Regions from separate parts of the Rattus norvegicus genome. Here region 2 is linked to region 1. Evidence: chromatin contacts called from public Hi-C data. All regions are on one chromosome and are shown on one strand. Each heading gives the region's core, a stretch centred on a gene start, on an enhancer-like site or on the middle of the called end of the contact. The rest is flanking DNA. Distances are from core to core; before and after follow the strand shown. Region 1 has its middle 260 kb from the start of Clxn. Region 2 holds the start of Snai2 (snail family transcriptional repressor 2).

What was found. A called contact is a pair of places that touch in the nucleus more often than the background predicts.
Region 2: a Hi-C map of the A7r5 cell line shows a contact between it and region 1, with 4 times the contacts expected there. The contact joins the promoter of Snai2 here to the enhancer-like site in region 1. A contact is called at or near these places in 3 of 12 Hi-C or Micro-C datasets (the A7r5 cell line, hepatocytes and kidney).

What each region holds. Positions count from the first base shown.
Region 1 is chr11:99,235,142-99,239,340 of GRCr8, forward strand. No RefSeq gene overlaps it. Among named protein-coding and RNA genes, the nearest start is that of Clxn, 260 kb to the right of the region's middle. Within about 2 kb of position 1,995, at least 4 of the 93 cell types and tissues checked have an H3K27ac peak or open chromatin away from gene starts, as enhancers often do. A contact at or near this core is called in the A7r5 cell line, where this site is marked.
Region 2 is chr11:99,687,707-99,692,165 of GRCr8, forward strand. Snai2 (snail family transcriptional repressor 2) reads right to left here and starts at 2,643. Exons shown (of 3, transcript NM_013035.2): 1 at 2,471-2,643; 2 at 1,257-1,802; 3 at 1-421. The coding sequence starts at 2,549. The coding sequence ends at 240.

The DNA of each region.
Region 1 (4,199 bases), core at 745-3,244:
ATTTCACACCAAAATCACAGTCAACCAAGAGAAAATAATTCTATAATAACAAATGCTTAATTTTAAAACAGGCAAAAGATTTGAGATAATTACTTTATAGCCAATGTATGTGTGAAAAACACTCATTATTGGAACACATCAGAAGCTCTGTACTTGCTACATAAGTGTGAGAATTTTAGTTTGAGTTCCTTGCCCCAAACCTATCAAACCTGGCATCATATCTTATGAATCATAGTGCTTGTCTCCTATGATAGAGACTGGAGAATTCCCAGCCAGCTAGTCTGTACACAGCTCAGCAGCAAGTAACAAGAGATCTATTCCCATTCAAGGGAGATGGCAAAGACCTGATATTGTCCTCTGACTTCCACATGTGTGCCAGTATTCACACAAACTAGTTTGTACACATACACATACACATGCACATGCGCGCGCGCACACAAACACACACACACACACACACACACACACAAATCTTAAAATAAAATTAAAATAAGAAAAAAGAAAACCAGCCCAGAAATGATATGCATTAGTGGGGATATGGAAATGGAATGCTGGTGGTGGTTGGTGGGGAAGTATAATAATACAAATGCAGTGGAAAGAATATGGAAGTTACTCAAGAAAGTACACACAGAATAACCACATGAGCCATTATTCCTTTCTGTGACACAGATATTTGTACAAAATTTTCATATAATCATTACGATAGCAAATGATGGAAACAATGTAAGTGTCTAGATAGTGGGTGGATGAATAAACAAAATAGAATATTACTTTAGAATAGAATTAGGATAATTAGGAAATAGACTACGAAATAAATTCAGATACGTACAACACCGCGTGTGAACATGGAGCTGTAAGGCTGACAGAACACTCCAGATGCAAACATCCTAATGTTACATGATGCCACTTACGTGAAATATCTACAAAAGGAGAATTATAGGCAGAAGAAAGAGAATGGTGATTGCCTGGGACCAGAGGAAGAGGGAACTAAGGGCTTTGTGTTTAATGGGGAGAAGGTTTTAGTAGCTTTCAAGATAGTGAAATGATGGTTGGCTGTACAGTAATTCAAATGGATTGAATGCCACTGAAACATGTACTTAGTAATGGCTAAAATGATGTTTTATATTATATATATTTTATTACATTTTTTTAAACAATCATGCTGTCGCCATGTAGGATGTCATTGTGTATGGGGGTGGAATCTGTTAATGTAGCATTCAGGATGTGACCACTCTGGAAATCAGTTCAAGTATAACTGATGACACTCATGTTTAATGGGAGGCCATGGGAAATAATGGGAGCCACTGGCTCCTTCTGAGCAAAGCAGATTTTCTTAAAGAAGCGGGGAGGAGGAAGAGGAGGAGAAGGAGAAAGAGCTGCAGTTGCAAAACCTTGTCCCAAACACATGATTATTGTATTAAGTTCCCCTAACCATGAGCTCTGGTTACAGCGGCTCTTTGCCCATGTCTGGAACTCTATCTTGTGGTCAAAATGGAAAATTTTGTGAAATACGATGATATATATATATATATATAATATATATATATATATATATATATATATATATATGAAAAGAGGCCAAGTTTTGAAAAATTACCTCAAAACACTTAAAAAATAGCTACCCTTGTCTGATACCCTCAGAAGCTGGACCTTAACCGCCCTATGGCTTTGACTCATGGCCCTGCTTTTCTGCGGGCTTCATTTTGGATCAAGAACTAACTGTAAGGTTGCAAAGTGGGTATGGCTTATAAATATCCAAATTACAGCATTAAGTCTGCATGAATGATTTTTTCCCCTTCGTAATAATAATGTCAGGACTGTTATTATACTTGGCTCTGTGGAGATTGGAAGTGTTTTTCGGAAGGGAAGCTCCAGATCCAGGCTCTTTCAAGAGCCCTATTCCTGTGTACTTGCTGGAAACCTTTTGAAAACCACATTCCTTTTTGCATGCCTTTCAGCAATTCGATCCCTCCCAGTCAGAATGTTTCCCAGACCACCTCATCAACCACACTTGAGAAGGAATGTGACCACTAGGGGCTAGTGCATTGAGGAATAGGTTCTGTTCCCATGCTGTGTTGGACAGGAAGGGAATGTCTTCATCTTGTTGTTGTTGTTGTTGTTGTTGTTGTTGTTGTTGTTGTTGTTGTTGCTGCTACTGCTGCTGCTGCTGCTGCTGCTGCTGCTGCTGGTGTGTGTGTTTCTCCTGAAAATATTTTGTTAACTCCTAGAATATGGCAAAGAATTCAAAGGGTCTAATGGATTCAATAATTCACAATCTCTAACCTAGAAGTAAGAACAAACTTGATGATAGGAATATCAAATTCTGTGTAGAGTTGCTGGAGTTGGTATAGGTTTCAGTTTGAGAATTTTCTGACAAATATCAGTGAAATCAATAGGTATCTTCATCAATAATTAGACAAAAGGAAATCAACTACAAGAACAGAATAGTTCTTCCTTACTTCAACATTTGTTGTTAAAAATAAGAGAAGAGGATCAATTTTTGAAAGCTTAGGAGGAATTTTAAATATTGAATGATTGAAATTGAATGATTTGTTTAAGAAAAATTCTATAAAGTAAACATTAACATGAAGAAATAATATCTAACAAAAGAACTGAATAGCTTGTTAGATTATTGTGTACCATCAAATACTCTCCTTTAATTTTTGTGGTGACAATAGTGGTCCTAGTGAACTGGGTACTAACTGGACACCAGCTTCAGTGGAGTGGCTCTTCCTTGCCCTCATTTCCATATCAGTGATGGGGAAATGAAAGGACCTTGACAGAATGAGGTGAAATGCTGGTAATGGCAACGTTTAAGAGGAAGTGACATTTGGTAGACAGATGGGATCATGTAGGCATTTAAACCAATAACTTATCACTCTATGCAAACTAATCAAATGCTTTCTTTTCTGAAATTGTAAAGTAAAATCATGTAAAAAAATTATCAGGGATTTCCAAAGAATTTGGTAGGAAATGTGGGCTTAATAGAAAATGAACCGAAGAAAGGCTTGGAGATCTGCGTGTAAAATTATAGAGTCTAGCTTTGCTAAAAATAAATAAATAAATAAATAATAAAAAATGAGCACCTAACAATATTTCACACCTTCCCTAAACATTATTATAAGATGGCCCTGGACCCTTAACAAATTTGCTGCTCAGGGTTATGTACATGCTCCATGGTATCTCTGTGCTTCCTTTACCCTTTCTCCTGACCACCTTTGTGACCACATTTTTCTGAACATATTTTACTGTAGGTCTGTGACTGACAAATTCTGTATCTGAAAGTCTTTCTCTTCCTTTAAAACAATAGTTAGTTAAGTGTAATCTTTTTTCAGCAATGATTTCCTCTCAACACTAAGAAATTATTTTATTGTCTCTGACCTCCTTCAGTTGAGGAATCCTGCTTTTAATCTGACCATGTTTTCTCTGTGGCTAATTTTATGACTTCCTCTCTCCCATTACTGTTTTGAGTGTTTCCTTGAACAGAATTATTTTTAAACTTTCTGGTCGAGATGGTGAGATTCTTTGAGTGTTTTCATTTGATTTGGAAGTTTCTTAGGGACTTCCTATTTAAAATACTATCTCACTCTGCTTTTGTCTTCTGCTTTTTAGTCTTCTTATATAGCTTATCAACCAAAGACATGACATGCAGCCAGATCATGTAGAAAACAAAACTTAGCATGACTTGAATAAATAAGAAAGATTATTTACTTATTTAGCTTTTTTTCATAGACTGATGGCCTCTCAGCTTTCTATTCTGCATATATCAGCTTCACCACTTGTACCCCATCCATTTTCTGTACAGAGGACTGGGAAGGAAAGAGGTAAAGTTCTGAAAACTATTTCTGTTCCTATTTTGTCAGACAGAACTATGTTATTTGGGCAATAATTTTACACTGGACAGTTAAAAAAATCCTTGCTGTTTTCTACTTGTAATAATGTTTTACCAAATAAATCAGTATTGTGTGAGTAATAAGATGTGAGGATTTGTGTTCTCTTGATAGATAGGTAGATGGAAAATAGCTAGACAGTAGGTAGGTAGATGGTAGATATGTAGATAATAGGTAGATAGGTGGTAAATAGGTAGATTGGGACATAAGTAGACTGGGAAATAGGTAGACTGGAAGTTAGGTAGACTAAGAAATAGGTAGATGGTAGATAGGTAGATAGTAGATGGTAGATGTTGTAAGTGGCTTTGC
Region 2 (4,459 bases), core at 1,393-3,892, 450 kb after region 1:
CAATTTAGCTGTCAGTAAATAAATTTTAAACTTCACATAGAATAGATTAACTTTAAGTACATAGATTCTGTTCTGTAGGGTGTGTGTGTGTGTGTGTGTGTGTGTGTGTGTGTCTTTTGTGTTTTTATGTATATTATTTGGTTGGTGAGCACATGAGAAAATGTCTTTGGACTTTCATTTGTCATTTGTCATTGGAGTGAAGAAATGCATTCTGTTTGAGTAAACACTGGTTGCGCCACTCAGTGTGCCACACAGCAGCCAGATTCCTCATGTTTATGCAGAAGCGACATTCTGGAGAAGGTTTTGGAGCAGTTTTTGCACTGGTATTTCTTTACATCAGAGTGGGTCTGCAGATGTGCCCTCAGGTTTGATCTGTCTGCAAAAGCTCTATTGCAGTGAGGGCAAGAGAAAGGCTTTTCCCCTGTTTGAGGTGGGGTAAGGAAAAATAAAGGACAGTCAGTTTTTTATAGGACACAAAATCAAATAATATTAATGAGCATCAACAGTAGTTTATCAGAAGAATAAGAATTATCATAGCTTGATCATATCCATCCCCTGTTATGTTATATTCCTATTTGGCCTTTTAAAACAAAATTTCAAAATATCAGCCAAACAGCTTCAATTCTGCCAGATAGGAACACATTCAAAATTAAGGGCTTTCTCTTGCTAAGGGTTTCTGCTTCAACAGGTGCAGCAATGATAAGTGGCTCCCTCCATTTCCAGTATGTATTATGTACTATGACTAAGACTGGATAAATGCCATGACTCCCTGAATATGGTTTTATGCTAAGGGTTTTTTTTAAACCAGCAACAGAAAATGAAACAAACAGCCAGATCCAATTTAGTCTCATTTACTCAAGAGTTGGCAGAATTCATAGCAAAAACTGTAGCCAAAAAAAAACTATAGGAACCCCCTCTGCTTATCAAATCAACACTAGGAGCCAGGCATTTGTATTTATTGACTACCAGGGGGCAGTTCTGCAGAACACACATCAAGTACCTGGATCTTGCTTTCTAACTGATCTTTGAGACCAAATCTCCTGGATGTACTTCCAAAGTCTAAATGCTGTTTACAGTCCCTGGAGCAGAGGCTGGAATGGATCATTTGCTGTTCTAACAAGCTTTTGAGCAGAAAGCAACAATCAGTGGTTCACCTCATGAAAAGCACCCCCTGTCAGTACCTCCAGACACCCCACAGACAGCTCCACCACACCACTGTTTGAGCTGAGAGGCATTGTTTTCTACATTTTCCTTACCAGTGTGTGTTCTAATGTGTCCTTGAAGCAGCCAGGGTCTGGAGAAAGCCTTGCCACAGATCTTGCAGACACAAGGCAACGTGTGGGTCCGAATGTGCATCTTCAGGGCACCCAGGCTCACATATTCCTTGTCACAGTATTTGCAGCTGAACGATTTCCTAGCCTGGGCATCACAGTGCAGCTGCTTATGTTTGGCCAGACCAGAGAAAGTAGAATAGGTCTTATTGCATAAATTGCACTGAAACTTCTCAGCTTCAATGGCATGGGGGTCTGAAAGCTTGGGCTGGAGTCTCTCCTCTTCGTCACTAATGGGACTTTCTGAACCACTGTGATCCTTGGATGAAGTGTCAGATGAAGGCAGGGGGCTTACACGCCCCAAAGATGAGGAGTATCCAGTAAGAGGAGAAAGGCCGCTGGGCAGAGGGGAGTGGAATGGAACTGCTGATGTCCATACAGTTATAGGGCTGTACGCTCCTGAGGTGAGGATCTCTGGTTTTGGTATGACAGGCATGGGGTAGCTCTCACAGAGGTATGGAGAAATGATCACTGGAAGAAAGAAAAGGAAGGAAAGAAAGGAATATTAAGGCAAAGTATTTCATAAATATATGTACACAGTCTGAGGGAGCGCATAACAACACACAGGAGATTCCGTAGAAGACTCTGGAGTGAAGACAGCCTTACAAGGACACACATGAAGAGAAAAATCTTCCTTCACCTGAGCTTACCGTCCTTGTGCAAGCTGACAGTTGCCCTGACTGTTCCCAACCTTCATTCTGGACTAGCTTTGCTGTCCCAATTTAGAACGAACTACTAGCCAATATTTTAAAACTTTTTGTAAAGTTGCTTTTCATTTTACGCATGGGCTACTTTAGCTGTGCTGTGCATGTGGGGTAATGACACACGAATCAAGCTGCCTTCTCCAGGGCTCTGCTCCAGGAGGTAACTGCCCGGGCACAGGGACGCTTGAGCTCACGTCCGTGCAGTGCTTAGGTGTGCACACGGGCTTGGGGAACCATTCTGCACAACCGACTGGAAAGAGGCTTTCCTTGTCAGCAAAGAGCTCAAATGTTTTGAATTAAAGCTTGACCTAGGTAATCAAGAGACTCCAAGGACAGTTTTAGCACAGCACTGAAAGGAGAGCAGCCCGGTGTGTGCTCCGAGTAAAGCAATGGAACCGCGGTTTGCTCGCGCACAGATTTAGAGCGAGTTTGTACCTGTGTGTGTGTCCAGTTCGCTGTAGTTGGGCTTCTTGGAGGCGTTGAAATGTTTCTTGACGAGGAAGGAGCGCGGCATGGTGGCGGCGGGCGGGCACGGCGGATAACGGTCCCGGCGGCGGTCCTATCGCATCGCGGTGGCTCAGGTGCGGCGGGGACAGGCAGACGCCTCTGAGGCCGCCCGCTGCCCGCCCGACTGAGCTCCCCGGGCGGGAGGCGGTTTCTCCCTGGCTTTTGCTAGAAGCAGCCAATCACAGCCAAGAGGCTCCGATTTCAGCTCCTCCTTCTGGAACAGCTGTTAATAGAGGAAGAATCTGCTGGACTAAATTATTCTGGTTCAAAACGGACTGTTTATGGCATTCAGGGGAGGCTCAAAATACATTTAATGTTTTCAAGAAAGGAAACCCCGGCTCTCGAGCACTGCGGGCACGGGTTTCCGCGAGCCGCCCGAGGGCGACCTGGGTTCCTGACGTGGGCACTGCGGGCTCCGCGAGGGCGGGAAGGAAGGAGGACCGCGCAGCCCCTAGCGGCCAGAGAGCCTATATTTGGAAGTGATTTTGGAGGGGGTTTATTGCACAAGGCAGCTGTAGGCCCTTGGTTTTGGGAAAATGAGATGAAGGCTCCCCGCAGCTGCCACAGCAGATCTAGGGCAGCGTGCCAGAAAGTTAACTTGCTGATCGCTGCGTTAGACACTTGAAAGCAATGCCTTTCAGTCGATCCCAGTAACTGGAAGAGTGCAAAGATGAAAGGGAAGGCTGGTGTAGATTCCGATAATAGGCAAACTCTGGAAGAAGCATGGGAAGTGCTGATGAAGACACGTGACAAGATTTCCTCCCTTCGCAGCACATGGTAGTTTAGTGATAGAAAAAAAAAGCATTTATGAATCTCTACTGACAATTCTTAAATAGTGTCTGCTGCTATTTAATGGTGTTTTATTTAGTAAGAGTCTTCAACAGCCTCCCCCTCCTCCTACTCCACCCCTGGTTTGCATTAAAAGATGACAAAGAGTCCTTTTTGCCAAGTTACTTCTTGACTGACAGTTTCGGTAGTCCAGCAGTCAGCTGATCACTTGCATTTGCACATAGGGATAGGTATAAAAATACTCTGAAGTGATTCCTTTTAAAACTGTACTTTTCACCATGCCCACAGACACCTCTGTTTATTTCTATGTTAGCTGACTCTTTTTCAACAAAACTGCAGAATCCAATTCCCCCACCTCCCCACCCCCATATAACCATTTTTCCCCTAACAGGTGCTAGAAGAAAACATCGGAAACAGAATACCACCAGCAATGTTGAGACTTGCAAGAAAAAAGTGCATTGTCAGGCAGCATAACTTCTTAATCTGGGGATGAGAAAATGGGAGTGTGAGCAGGGGAGGGGTAAAGCCACAGACTTCCTGAGTTAATGTCAATGATTCCTCTTTCTCTTTACAATAGTCAGTGATTTAAATGTCAAATACAGAAAGGAATTTATATGAATCCTTATATTAAGGGAACTGAAAATGTATTAGATTTCTTCCCAAGCTACGGTGAGTATGGATCGGAGCTGGGGTCTGAGCTGGCCTGTTTCTAGTGGGTTTGCTCAGATTCAGGCACCTGCTTTAGAGGCAAGATTTCCTGCTCCTTCAACCTAATTTCCAGTAAAATACACCATGTGTTAGAGATCTAATATTGAGAGAGAGCACAAAGCCACATGACAACAAGGAATGCCAGAGTGTGGTTAAGTATTTACTGAAAACTGTAACACAAAGATAACCTGCTGAAGTGAGTTGTTGCAATTTTAAAAATTAATAGACATTTATTGTGCTTTACAAAAGAACCAGTGAATTAGAAACAGGGAAACCAGCCCCTCTGTGCTCAAGGACCCAGGGGTGGGCGCTAAATTACAGATTGCAGTCAAGTAACCTATGTGTTCCAGATTGTGCCAGCCAGGGTTGAGCTCTCGACTAGTCTGTTTCATGCCTTACCTATGTGAGATATGTTCCACA